2 separate regions of the Gossypium hirsutum genome follow, and region 1 is linked to region 2. Evidence: chromatin contacts called from public Hi-C data. All regions are on one chromosome and are shown on one strand. Each heading gives the region's core, a stretch centred on a gene start, on an enhancer-like site or on the middle of the called end of the contact. The rest is flanking DNA. Distances are from core to core; before and after follow the strand shown. Region 1 holds the start of LOC107955314 (polygalacturonate 4-alpha-galacturonosyltransferase). Region 2 holds the start of LOC107955322 (protein-lysine N-methyltransferase EFM1).

Evidence for each region. Hi-C and Micro-C count contacts between places; a contact is called where the count stands out from the background.
Region 1: a Hi-C map of leaf shows a contact between it and region 2, with 3 times the contacts expected there. The contact joins the promoter of LOC107955314 here to the promoter of LOC107955322 in region 2. A contact is called at or near these places in 6 of 34 Hi-C or Micro-C datasets (anther, fibers, leaf and 1 more).

Annotation. Positions count from the first base shown.
Region 1 is chrA07:34,432,970-34,440,388 of Gossypium_hirsutum_v2.1, forward strand. LOC107955314 (polygalacturonate 4-alpha-galacturonosyltransferase) reads left to right here and starts at 1,403. Exons shown (of 13, transcript XM_016891051.2): 1 at 1,403-1,571; 2 at 1,825-1,878; 3 at 1,971-2,125; 4 at 2,604-2,638; 5 at 2,744-2,803; 6 at 2,917-3,051; 7 at 3,155-3,221; 8 at 3,308-3,348; 9 at 3,428-3,762; 10 at 3,882-4,239; 11 at 4,397-4,472; 12 at 4,475-4,977; 13 at 5,307-5,820. The coding sequence starts at 1,984. The coding sequence ends at 5,597.
Region 2 is chrA07:34,100,173-34,107,376 of Gossypium_hirsutum_v2.1, forward strand. LOC107955322 (protein-lysine N-methyltransferase EFM1) reads right to left here and starts at 1,871. Exons shown (of 18, transcript XM_016891060.2): 1 at 1,702-1,871; 2 at 1,049-1,076; 3 at 1-6.

The DNA of each region.
Region 1 (7,419 bases), core at 153-2,652, 330 kb after region 2:
AAAGAAGAAGAGACTATAATATCCCTCTCAAAGTCTCCAACAACCCTTATACAACTGACCCCACAAACAAACTGGCAACATTGACAAGTACTTCAGCCACCACCACTTGCACCACCATTAAATTAGGTTAGGGTTTTTTCCCCAATATTCTTCTTCTTCTATTGTGGATAAATTTCAAAGGCTAAACTTTGTCCCATGGAGAAATTTCTTCTTGAAATACTAAATTGCCAAAAAAAAAGTCTTCACTACCTAATTTTGATTAAAAACAGCACATAAGTAACCAGAACAAAAAAAAAAGAAAAAGATTGAAGGACAATAAGAAGAATAAAACTGGAGAAAGAGAGAAAGATATGAGTTTTTAGTATTTTATCAGTTTCTAAATCCTAATTTTGGTTTTAATTTCTTTTTATTGTCTTCTCCTTTCTTTTCTGCCTAACAAGTTTGACAAAGTGATTACACAAAGGAAACAAACAAGATGAAAAAGAAAAATACTTAACATAGATAAGAAGAAAAAATGAGCTTTCAGATCTTGGTTCTCCCTTTTCATCTTTTGCTTCCCTACTGTTTTTTTTCTTTTTTTTTCTAGTCAAATTCTAATTGTTTCCTTATTTTTGCAGTTGTTTCATATTAGAAATTTGGCGGGGTTTGATTCTGATATCCATCTAATAAAAAGAGGACAGGTAAGTATGCTGAAGAATAAGTCTGGAGCAGTGACCATGAAGCAAACTTTAATAGTTGATCACAGCTCTCAAGCATCCCTTGCCCAGAATAGCACTAAACCAATCCCATCTTTCTTCGATTCTCCAAAATTTAAAGCCTTTCTCGACACTAAATCTCTCAAGAGCCCTACTTCAATCCTTGACAACAAACCCTTCTTTCCTTTTGGTAACCCCTTTGCCTTGGACAAAAACCACCCCAAATCCCTTTTTTTCTCTTCTCCTCCTCCTCTTCTTTCTCCTCTTCCTTTTCTTTTTCTATTACATAAGCCCTAAATGGGTGCTATAAAGGTTATTTAAATCGATGCTAACCGGCCAACTTGACAGTTAATGACACCAAGCAAGCTGTCATCTGCCATGTCACTTTGCCATTACGTTTGTAACGAAAAACGGTAAAGAAGGACTGTTTTGTTATTTTTTTAAAGTTGAGTGACTAAAATGAAACCAATATGACTATTTGGTTAGCTACCCAAAATTAAGTAATTGTTGGTGTAATTTACCCTTATATTTATATAATATGTTTAATTTGTACAAAACCCATGTTTTTTTGATGATATTATATTTATGTAATATAAAACTATATTAAAGTAGAATAATTAAGTTGCATGGAGTAGAATAAGGTGGGCTGGCTCATTACGTCATAAAGCTAGACTGGCGATAAAAACGGCAACGTCTTTGTCGGCTAAAAGAGAAATTAAAATAATTATCCCATCTCTCAGATCATCTTTTTCCGGAAGGAATGAACATATATATGTATGAAAGCGAAGACGATAGTAAGATAATGAAAAATAACCCTTACTAACGGAAAAAACGAAAACCGAACCGAGATCGAAGATCCCCTTGTTCTTTATATATGTATGTATCTATATATATATATTAATTTCTGTTATCTCAAGTTTCTTTTGTTTCTTGCTTGTTTAGGCCAACGCATTCCTTTTAAATTACACTCACTTCGTTTTCAAGATAAATAATTTTGTTCCTCACTCCACCATCTTCCTGCATTTCCCTTTCTCTCTACACTATTAAATTCCTTTTTTTTTTACTGATAAAAGCATTTAATTAACGCTTAATCTATGCTTGCTTTCCCATGGGTTTCCATTCCAACTAGCTTCGATACGGATCTGCTGCTTTCAGTTTCACGCGATCTCCTCGCTGTTAACTTGTAATTATCCTTTTTCCACCTTTTGATTATGCAATTTCGTTTTTTTTTTTTTAATGTTTAAGTGATTTTGCTGCTGCTATTGTTCTTATTAGGCTCTGATAGCCAATGGCGTTGAAGCGGGGACTATCCAGTGTGGGCGTCCAAAGGAGCAGAAGTTCTGGATCTCGATTGCGTATCGTGATTCTTTTTTTCTTCTCAATTCTGACGCTACTTGTTTTCTTTGTCGGTCAAGGGCTTTACATTTCTGGTTCGTTTTTTCTCTTAATTTCCCCCTGCGTTTTTAAGTACCTACTGACCAGATCTAACTTTATATTTGATTTTGATTTTGTATTTTAGAATGATGATAAATTAATTATTTGTTTTGATTAGTTTATAAATGCGTCCTTTTCGATCTGATAAAATTGAAAAGTGCCTCATCTTTTAATTGATTCCGAGCTTTGATTAGTGAATTTCTTAAAAAAGTTTTTGGCTTCTCATTTTACTAGAAATTTGTGAAGTCAAATGGTCTAACTTTAGTTACACAACATTGTCGTGAATAGTGATGCTTCTACTAAGGTCCAATTTTAACTTACAATTCGTTGCTCCATCTCACCTAATATTTATCATCATAATAGAACTTTTGTTCAATTATGTTGAATTGTTTTGTGAGTATAAAGTTAGATGTAAATTCAATTATGTTCTTTGATTGCATCTGATCTTTGTTCCAATTTTTGTTTCTTGTGCAGACGAAGATAGTGTTCAAAGTGGTTTTGGTAAACAGGTTTCTTCCTTAAAACCTTATCCACCTGCATTGCTTTTAACTTAGATGACAGTCTGTGACAGCTTTTATACCCAGATCTGCATTATTTTAAAATGGGTTTTGCAGAATGTTGACTGGAGAGAAAGGCTGGCATCCCAATCTATCAAAAACCTATTCACTAAAGAGGTGAGTGCGTGTTGGATTATATTCTATACAAATTATGGTTCTTGCTCCAATTGTCATTAGACTTTAATTGTCAATTATATTTATCATCTGATGTCATACTCAAATCATTCTAGGTTATTGATGTTGTATCTACTAGTACAGCTGATTTGGGGCCATTAAGTCTTGATTCTTTCAGAAAAGGCAATTTGTCTACATCATGGAAAGTTATTGGGGTAGAGTCTTCAGTTGCGGATAAAGCTACTTCTCAGGTTAGGATCATACCTCAGTAGTCAAATCTATCCCAACCCCTCCTCCAAAGAAAAAAAAAGTTGCTGATTGACTAATCTTTATATGATTCTCACTTGTTCAAAGTCAAATCAAAAGGCTACAGACTTGAAACAAGAAATGTCTCAAGTTAAAGAGGGAAAGCTTCCTAATGGTAATGCATTTCTGATCTGTTAAATATAGATATGCCTAATGCTATTGGTGAATTTTCTTTCATGCTGACCTGGCTGTTCTATGCAGATGATCATTCACATGATATGCTTACTACAACACTTCGAAGGGTAATTATCATCTTTTGATTCACTGAGTGCTTTAGTATTATAACTAATTATATAATAAGAGGCATGTTACTGACTGCAGCAACTTAGAGATAATAGGCGTGAGAAGCATGTGGCTGGTTTGGTGCAAAAAGATGATGAAGCTACTGTGAAACTTGAAAATGCAGCCATTGAACGATCCAAAGCTGTGGACTCTGCAGTTCTTGGCAAATATAATATGTGGAGGAAAGAAATTGATAATGAGAACTCTGATTCCACAGTGCGCTTGATGAGTGATCAAATTATACTGGCAAAGGTTTATATAATTATTGCAAGCATGAAAAACAAGCTTGACTTGCGAAAAGAATTGCAGATTAGGCTCAAAGAGAGTCTGCATGCCTTAGGAGAGTCAACAACTGACGCTGATCTACCTCATAGGTAAAGGAAGTTGGGTCTTTAATCTCCTTGGCTATGTGCTGTAGTCCATGTTTCCTCCAGGTTTTGCTTTTGATGATTCTGTCAGTTTCTAATGTTGTATTCTCATGTGAATTACTCAGTGCATCTGATAAAATTAAAGCAATGGAAAAAGTTCTAGCCAAAGCAAGAGAGCAATTATATGATTGCAAGTTGATGCTTGGAAAGCTCAGAGCAATGCTTCAGGCATCAGTAGAACAAGTTATGAGCTTGAAAAAAGATAGCATGTTCCTGAGTCAATTAGCTGCCAAAACAGTTCCCAATGCAATCCATTGCTTGTCGATGCGCTTGACCATAGAATATTATCTCCTTCCCGCAGAGAAGAGAAAGTTCCCTAGAAGTGAGAATTTGGAAAATCCAAAACTCTACCATTATGCCCTTTTCTCTGATAATGTCTTGGCTGCATCTGTCGTTGTCAATTCAACTATCATGAATGCCAAGGTGATAAAAGCTGCCTTAACTTGCATAGCTGTCTCAGTTGTTCTTTACTTTTTTTTTTCTTTTTTTTTTTCACTCATTGATTAGGAATTGTTATGTTTATAAGAATTGAGGCTCAGATGCAGTCTTCACTAAAATTTTCTTCTTGGTTGTATTGCAGGATCCCTCTAAACATGTTTTCCATCTTGTTACTGATAAACTTAATTTTGGAGCAATGAACATGTGGTTTCTGTTGAATCCCCTGGAAAAGCCACCATCAATGTTGAAAATGTTGATGAATTCAAGTGGCTTAATTCATCCTATTGCCCTGTCCTCCGGCAGCTTGAGACTGCAGCGATGAAGGAGTACTACTTCAAGGCAGATCAGCCAACCAATTCTGGATCTTCGAACTTGAAGTATCGAAACCCAAAGTATCTCTCAATGCTTAATCACTTGCGGTTCTATCTGCCACAGGTCTACCCAAAGTTAGATAAGATCCTCTTTCTTGATGATGACATTGTTGTCCAGAAAGACTTGACTGGATTATGGTCTGTAGAGCTCCATGGAAAAGTGAATGGTGCAGTAGAAACTTGCGGTGAAAGCTTTCATCGTTTTGACAAGTATCTGAACTTCTCAAATCCTCATATTTCACAGAACTTTGATCCTAATGCTTGTGGGTGGGCATATGGAATGAACATGTTTGATCTCAAGGTTTGGAGAAAGAAGGATATTACTGGCATATACCACAAGTGGCAAAATATGGTGAGTTAATGGAAAGACGGAAGTTTTGATTTCATGCTAGTTATTTTCTCCTTCACATATACACACACCACCTTTCATGCTTTCATGGAGATAAATCACTTAGTTGTTGACGGATTAAACCCACAAGTTTTCCAATTATCAAATAACTTTCTAGCGAACATGTTGCTCAAGTTATATATGCAAAGCTGATGGTATTATAGGTTTTGAGGGGCAGGTTGACTCCTTTGGGAGACAGACGACATTTGAAGACTTCTCACGACTTCAAAGGATAATTTGTTGTATGTTCTGATCTTTTTTTTTTTTTCTTGATTTGTTTGAATATTTATCAGAATGAAGATAGAGCATTGTGGAAGCTGGGGACACTTCCTCCGGGGCTGATCACATTTTATGGTCTAACACATCCACTTCAGAAATCATGGCATGTACTTGGTCTTGGCTACAATCCAAATGTAGACAAGAAAGAAATTGAAAGTGCAGCAGTTATCCATTACAATGGCAACATGAAACCTTGGCTGGAGTTGGCCATGACGAAATATCGATCATACTGGACCAAGTACATCAAGTATGATCATCCCTACCTTCACAGTTGCAAGTTCAGGAATGAACCAGATTATAATTAGTGACATTTTGTTTTCTTTTTCCTTCTATTTTTTCTATACTCTTCTTATTCCCACATTATTGTTTATTCTTCCTTGTAATTCATTAAATTCATTCCCTTAAGCTTCTCATTCATTGGAACGAGTTAACAAATTGTACGCCAGGCTAACCTCTGTACTTAAGACACCCCATGATTTTTTCACCCTTGTCCAATTTTAGTAGAATAGTGAAAATCTTGGTCCACTATATTTTTTGAACAATAGCTCCTTTTGCTGGATTTAACGTGTATATATTATAAAGACTCAAATTCCTAAGTTTGTTTTCTGAAGCAATTTTCTTTTTGAATTATTGCTCGATAAAGAAACCCAAGATCCAATTAACAAAGGAAATTAGAATTTAATTGATGAAATAAAATCTAAAAAGAAAATGAAAGTAGAAAAGAAACAAAGGGTTTAGAGATGTATTAATCAGTGAGGGATGGAATTATTGTGCCAAATTGAATGATTCAAATCTGAAAAAAAAAATTGGATTAAATAAAGTTAGATTTGAACAATAGATAATAAAGAAAGTAAAATAAAAGAACTAAACAAAAAAATAAATGATTGGATGTCCGATAGCACCCTTTGATGACTTACTCTCAAAAACATCAATGTTCGGATGGATTTTCCCTTGTGAAATCCTTAAGCGAAGGACTCTTAGAAATATCAATGATCGAGTTTTGAAGGTTAAAAACGTTGCAACTTTGGAAGGTTTGAAAAATAACAATCTGCAAAAGAAAACAAGAGTCAAATCGCTGGAACCCTTAAGCAATCTTTGCATCAAAAACAAAAAAAAAAAAACAAAAAAACAAAATTTCACTAAGAAAAATTTACTTTATTTAATGAATAATGAGGGTGGTGACTAAGCCTATCAATAGGCTGAAAATAAAAGTAACTAAAGTGAAAAATAATTTCTTAATAATAATCTAAATTAATTCCTAGGTAAATCTCTTATATCACTTAAAAATTAATAAAAAAAAGCACAAAAATCACTTATGACTTGTTCCAACCAATGAGATTCAAAATAAATAAATTATCTAACACATCTCACTCGTCTTGACGTTCAATATATGGATGGAAGATTCTGTCGAAGTGTGAATGTAGCAAAAATCTCGAAAATCATTTAAGAATTTAATTTTTGAAACAAATTAATGAAATTATAAAATTTTGATAAAATCAATTTCAAGGTTTTTTACATAATCTAAAAATCATTTAAATCATTTTGTGGGTGGTTGAAAGTGTCCAAAGTCAAACCTAAGCTTCGATGGGCTTGAAATACTCAAAATTGTTTAGTGGTCCAATTTCAAGAGTTAAGTATCACTACATGAAATCCTTGCACTAATATTCTGTGTAAAGTATCAATACATAGATCTTATGTATCAATAATTTTCTTACGATCTGTAATTTTTTAGCTATTGACTTGCAATGTTTCGATACTTTTGTGTAAGTATTGGAACCTAGATCCTTAAGGCTAAAAATCAATTCAAAAAACTCAACTTCATATCTAAACACTTCAACATGATTACAACAGGTCTCAAAATATTATATAACAAAATTTAAACTCATTTAAGCTCAAAGACACATCATAGACATATTTAAGTTGAATAACGAATCAAAACACGATTAGTTATATTAACAATGGTTTGGAACATAAATCAAATTTACAAATTTCAAGTTTAAACGAAGTCTTTATGTACATGCCAATATTCATACACCAATGACATCTAAAACAAATGAAATACAACTTCAAGCTCGAATAGTGATGCGATGCTCTCAAGTTAGAATAACAAATTTCTTGGACAAGTCA
Region 2 (7,204 bases), core at 621-3,120:
ACTACACTGAGGTTTAATAAGGGCTTTAGGAATTAGGTCTGAAAAAAAAATTTGAGAAACTTAAAACTGATCCCAGTTAGGGATGGCAGCGGGTTGGATATCTGCAATTTATGGATTATCCGAATCCACAGATTATCCGAATTTTACTATCCAATTCCAAATCAGAATTAAATACATTATCCGCCGAATATCCGAATCCGCAAAAAATCCGAATTTAACATTTTCAACCTTATGTTAGATATCCGAATCCAACATAACCAAAATCCAAATCCACTAAAATTAAAATTTTAAAAATAATATAAAATCAAATAAAAAATTAATTTTAAATAAATTTTATTCATAACTAAAAATAAATAAATGTAAAATAAATTAACAAAAAAGGCTAAATAATAATTCAAACAAACTAAACATAAAAATTTCACAAAAATTTAAATATTACTAACAATTTAAACATAAAAATTCCAAGCAAATTAAAATTTCAATAACAATTCCAGACAACTTGATTTACTAGTAGTTCTGCTTCACTCTTTGACTATATAATGATGGAATTGACCTCGATGGAGCATTGTCACTTTATTTTTAACAAGATTGAAATATATTCTCATTTCAAGGCAGTCCCTTGTAAGCTTTCAAAACTGCAAACTAACCACCAGCATTCAAATGAGCTTTTATAACCTAGTTGCTCTATGAAATTAGAAAATTCCCCAAGCAAATGGAAGAAAAACCAAAACCTTCATCAACCACTTACCGATCTTGCATTAAACATGAATCGCCTATTTCCATTTATAAGAATGCTGAATGTGTTTTGTTCATGCATGCATTGTACTTAAATTGCTTCTACAAGTATAAATGGCATTAACTGGAATGATATCAGATGTCAATGGCTCTAAAATCCGCCTTACAATCATCATCATAGAGCGGAATTTATCACTTGAGCTAAAACGATAAAGCTAAATTAACAACGTCTAACAATTTCTATCTCTAGTTCACAATCAATATCAGTTGGAATATCAATATAAATGTTTAACTCCGGCCAGTATAATTTTACCTTCGAGCTAGTTCAACATGAGCTATCCCTGGAGAACCAAAACAATCAACATTTAAAGACAAGATCAAACAAACAGAAACCTTCTCACTATCCCCCATAAACTCATTGTTTTCGCTACAAGCCATTTTTCAATATACCAATAAAATTTTAAAATTAACAATTCAGTTCATAAACATTAACAATAAGCATCAAAATCAAAACATTATAAACATTTTTCATGGTTCGAACATCTATGTTCTTCTAGCTAAGTAAATTTGGAGAGACAAAGAAAAAGGAAATTATTATTATTTTATTACATTCGGACATGACAGACTGTCTCTCTGTTTTGGTCTAAACTTCAAACTCTTTCCATTTCTTGTTTTTCTTTCTTTATTAGAAAATAAATGAAATATATTAGAATGGAAGTGAGTGAAGTTTGGAAGTTGTAAGAGATTCCATGTTTCCTCATTAGCTCATTGTTTGTTTCCTTCAAATTCAATGCTCTTAAATCTTTGATCACTAGCCTAAATAGTGATAAACTTAACCAAGTAACCAGTCAAAGGATATTAAGGGCTGACATAGTAACATCTATAACTAAAAATCAACCAGAAATAGAATCCTAAAACATCAAGAATGGGTTTACAAGTAACGAATTTACAAGTAACGAAACCAACCAATCAAATGAGAATTTTAAGGGCCCGTGGTCGACGGTGCCTTGTTGGTGCTTGCCGGTGACTGCCTGACTGGTGAGAGGCTTAGAGCTTGAGACGACACTTTTGGGAATTTTTTAGGTTTTGGTTGGAGTTGGGCTTAGCCAATTGTATTTTCAATATCTCAACTTTCTAACTCAAAACTTGGTTGCGGGCCTGCTTCAAACTAACACCTATGCTTTGCATTTGACCTATATTAAAAAAAAATCCAACTAAACTATTTTCAAAATTATTTTTATTAATATTAGATATTATCGGGTGGAAGGAAAAAAATGATATTAAAATTATACTTATATAAAAAATCAATAATTAAGTTATAGGTAAAATGGTAAATTGTTTATATTTAAACAGTTTTTAAGGTCGATCCCCCTCAATAGTATACCTATCACACCTTTCACCATTTTATTTTTAGTCACTAGCCAAAGAAAATGACACTCTCTAGGGATGTCGGCTCTTCCAAATGGTTCTTTATTTTGCATTTGGTGGGTTCAAGTTGATCTTGAAGCACTTTTCACCAAAAACAACCCATTACCATTCCACCGCTAAATAAATGAGTTTGATTGAGCCTGCCGATTAGTATGTAATGTCCCTGCAATGAAAAGGACCATTGATCGTCTAAAAGATGTTAGAATTCATTCCAATCCCATCTTCCATCTATGTGTACCATATCAATTATTCGACCATCTATGTCCACTCCACTTAGGTCTCGACAATGATCTTTCAGGGGATCAAAGTCGACATCCAATTATCGAACTAAAATTTGATCTTTTCCCCTTTCTCATGGTCTATCAAATGTTATTCTTTTAGTATCTTTAAGATTGATTTCCAAATGATTACTTTAACATTACTTAAAGATTTTAAATATTTAGTATTATTGTTAAAGAATTTTGTGAAATTTAAAATGCTCATTTTAGATATGAAATGGTAAAATAAAAAATAAACTAATTTAAATGATATTTAGATTTGTTAATATTACACTATATAAAATATCAATTTTGAATACTTTAAACAATTATGATAAATTGTTTATGCTAATAGGGCTTCGGCATTGTTGGTTAACCTGAGGACTTGGGTCATTATGCATCCAAGTTTGAGTGCCATCATTTTTAATTGTGATGTGTAGGTCTTCAATCCCAATATATGCGTATATGGTTGCGTTCTCTTATTTGTTTGTTGTGTTTTTATATTGGTTATATTCTATGCTTCAACATATATTTGTATTTGTAATAGTAAAATTAAAAAAAATATATTTTTAAAATTTTATTTCAATATATAAATTATATTTAGATATTAAAATAACATACAATAACGCAAAATATCCTTCTTCTTTTTTTCGTGTCCTTATTATTACTATTGACAAAATATTATATTAGAATTCTTTTTGTATTAATAAATATTCAATTTAAATTGTAGTAAAAATATATAAAAAACTATAATAACTGAAATATAAAATTTTAAGACTTTTTAAACAATTATAATAAATTTTTTTGTAAAATTTATTCAATACATAAGTCATATTTGAAATTTATAATTAATATAAATGAGAGATAAATTTATAATTTGAACCAAGCTTTTGAAAAGTCAAAAGGAAGAATTTGTATTTGACCTAAAAAGTTAGTTTTTTTTATTTCAAAATTTACTTATAGATAAAAAAAAGTTTTAACTTAGAAAATCTAGTGTAATAGTATCGCAATATCTTTTTTATGTAATTGTTTAGGGTTTGATTCTCTCGATATGCACGTTGTGATATGTTTATATATAGAGGTGTGCAAATAATTGGTGTAATAAAAAATTTACGATTTATTCAATTAGCTTAATTAGTTTTCTTGACTATATCAATTTGATTTTCGATTTTATAAATTTAAATAGAATAAATTAAATAAATTTTTTAAATAATATATATTCAATGCCTAACTCAATTTCCAAATATTGAATACCAATATAAAACCTAACTCAATTAAACTAAAAACATTAAAACAACCCAAAACTTAAAATAAAATAACACAACTCAAAATATTAAATTTAACCCAAATCAATTACCCAAATAATTAAACTCAATTACCCCATTAATTAATCAAAATTTAATCTAATTATAAAATAAAAACATTGGCAAAATGTTGTACAACTTAAACGACAAAAGCACTATATAAAATAAATTAAAAATAAAAATAAAAATATTGCATATTATTGAAATTCAAAAGTTTGGAATGATATTGAAAGATAAAAAAAAATGCAATAATTTATCTAGCTCACCTGCTTTTCAGTGTAAACACTTTTAATGGAGCATTGAAGTTCATCTGTATATATCAGCATCATACTCCTCAAAAGGAATAACATAATGGTTTCTATCACGCACGTCCCCCATATACTCCATAATAGCAATTTCGTTGTAATAACTTGCTATGTCACCACTATCAAATAAGAGGACTTTCGTTATAAATACCTTTCATATTGAAGTAAAAATGATCTTCTCCCCAGTTATCAACCTTGAGCTCTTACTCTTTACATTTAGTTTTCCTATCCTTCACACAACTTTTCTCCTCTTTTATGGACCTTCATTGCACCACCATCTTTTTCTTTTTATCTCCTCTCTTGTTGAAACTTATATCAACAAATATATATTATGTTAGAAATAATTATAAAAATTATTATTTTTTCTTTTATTTTCGAAAGAATTGAAAAAACCCTTTCATAATTTATGAAACAATCTTACTTTAAAATTAGAGGGAAAAAAAACCAAGGCATTGTTCTTAGGACTTAAAATCCTCCGTTATAGATTGAATGAGAAAATGAGCAGTGGTTGGTATCAGCGTGTGAAAAAGAGAGAAGAGAGGGTGAGTGAGAGAGCAGGACATGCAGCCAACCTGCAATCTGGCTTTGTCAGAGGTTTATCATTGACGCCCAAGCCCCACTTGTCTTGGGAAGCTTATTCAAGTAACATGTCCAAAACTTTGAATATTAATGACTCCACCTGCGGCTTTGCTTTTGCATGCACGGCATGCAGTTCCTCGAAACCTACATATATTCACACCATCACTTAGTATATAACTCAATTCCTACCATATCTAAACCATACTTGTTATAGAGAAACGTAATCTCATCACTGATGGTGATGAGATGATTGATGAGATGATTGTCCATCTTATGTTCTTACTGTCCCATCTACAAACCATAAAAGAGAGAGGAAAATTGAAATGCAAATAGAGAAGCAAAAACAAGGGCAATGGACAATTCCAAAGAAGTCCCTATTGGAATGAGTACCGGTTGTTCCCTTCTCACCGCAAAAGGATGAAACACAGCATGCTGTAGCGGTAAGAGGTGATGGTGAAGTAGCCAGCCCAGAACCTATCAATAAATGGAAACTTTGCGTTAAATAAGCTGACCCAACAATCAAAGTTTTCCAAAACTGGTAACCTGTCAAACCAGAACCACCATCACCACCACCGTCTCTTTCCTGCAGTACAACCCAAACCATCACATTATGCTTTGTCACTGTCTCTTGGGGTAGTTGGACCTACTATACGGAAAACTTACCTTGATTTTACCCTTCTTTAATTAATTTCCTATTTACCCTCGGCCCCCCTTCAGCTCTTTTCTTATTTGTTCCTCTTTGTAGTAAGATGTTTTTTTTGGTTATAGGGTTTCAGATGATGAAGAAAAAGTTATGTACATGGCCATAACAATTTTGTTAGAAGTACATCAGTGACTAGTCTTTGATACTAGGCTTTGAGATGTTCACTAAATTTAAATATTTTTTAATTAAGATATTCTATGTTGTTAAAGTAAATTATATATGCAAATTTCTGGTACTAATAAAAAAATTATTAATTCATATATAAAAGTATAAGAAAACAAAATACATAGATAATAATATTACTTAAAGTTGTAAGTTACATTTTTTAAAGAAATAAAATATTCTTTTACAATATATTTAAACTATATTAACTAATTTTCACACTAAAGCTACTCTAAAAAACAAAGCTTATTAACTAAAAAAATTACTGTGGGCGAAAATGGAAAAAATCTTTATAGGTTTGAGATTTTAAGAAGGTACAGGCCAAGAATCGTGGCTTACCTTAAAAAAGGTGTGTTATATTCTTTTTACTTTTTTAAGTTGAAGTAATGCAATTATAATTTTTTTTTCCATTTTAGACATTAAAAATTAAAAACAATTATGATTTAAGCACTTGTGTTACATAATTTAGTTATTTTGATCATTCTTGTTAAAATTACAAACTACAAGCTGACATGGCAGTTAAAAAATGATATAATAATAAATTTAGCGTTTAACTTTTATATATTATATTAATTTAGTCATAATTTTAAAAAAATAACATTCAAAATTTACAAATGGTCTCAATTTAATCTTAATTCTAAAAAATTCGAATAAATATATCAAAATACATAATTATTTTTAAAAAATAAATTTAAATTTTATATTAATATTAATATTAAATAAATATAATTATATTAATATTAAATAAAATAAAAATCCCGCACCCCACCCCACCACCTCTTCCCCTTTCACCATCCCTATAACACCCTTATATAGGGGCGTAGCCAGGGGGCTGGCAGGGGCCCGAACCCCCCATAAAATGAAAAATTTTCCATTTAGGCATCTTTAAAAATTATAAAAATTTAAATTAGTAAATGTAAAATTGCACTTTGGCCCTACAAAAAATAATAAAATTTTGATTTAATCCTTTAAAATTATAAAGATATAGATATTAAACTGGTGCAATTGTATTTTTACTATAGTAAAAATATACAATTTAATTTTGGCCCCCTAAAACAATTTTTTAGCTTCGCCTCTATCCTTATACCCGACCCGATTGCCGGGTTCGAACAATAGGATCTCACATTTGTTGCCGGAGCAACTCCCGTCACTTATATCATAATTACAACATCTAACCATTGAACCATGTCATACACACATTCATATAATGGTACACAACTTAATTCAAGTATTAATTGAGCTCACAAAAGTTCTTTTATTGACCCGAGCATGAAACGGGACCAAATTGCAAAGTTTCAATATTTTGGAAACATGTATCGATACCTTGAAAGGTATCGATACCAAACTTAATTTTAATGTTTGGAAAAAAATCATTTTAGATCAACAGGTATCGATACTTGACTTAAGGTATCGATACTCCCTTACAAGTATCAATATCAATTTCTAGTATCGATACAATTTTACGATTCTGTTTCTTTTGAAAAGAATTAATCAAAATACAAATGTATCTGTTAAATATGACTCTTATTTTTAGTCAAATTTGAAAAATAATCTTTCAGTTAAACTCTGTTTACTTGTTTCAATCAAACACTGATTAGTTTAGATTATTTTATTATTATTTGATTGATGAATTTAGCCTATAAATAGGCTCTTTTACAACCTTAGGAAACACACCCATTAGAGATTAGAACTCATAACACATTTAGAGAATTTTGTGTTTACGTTTCGTGG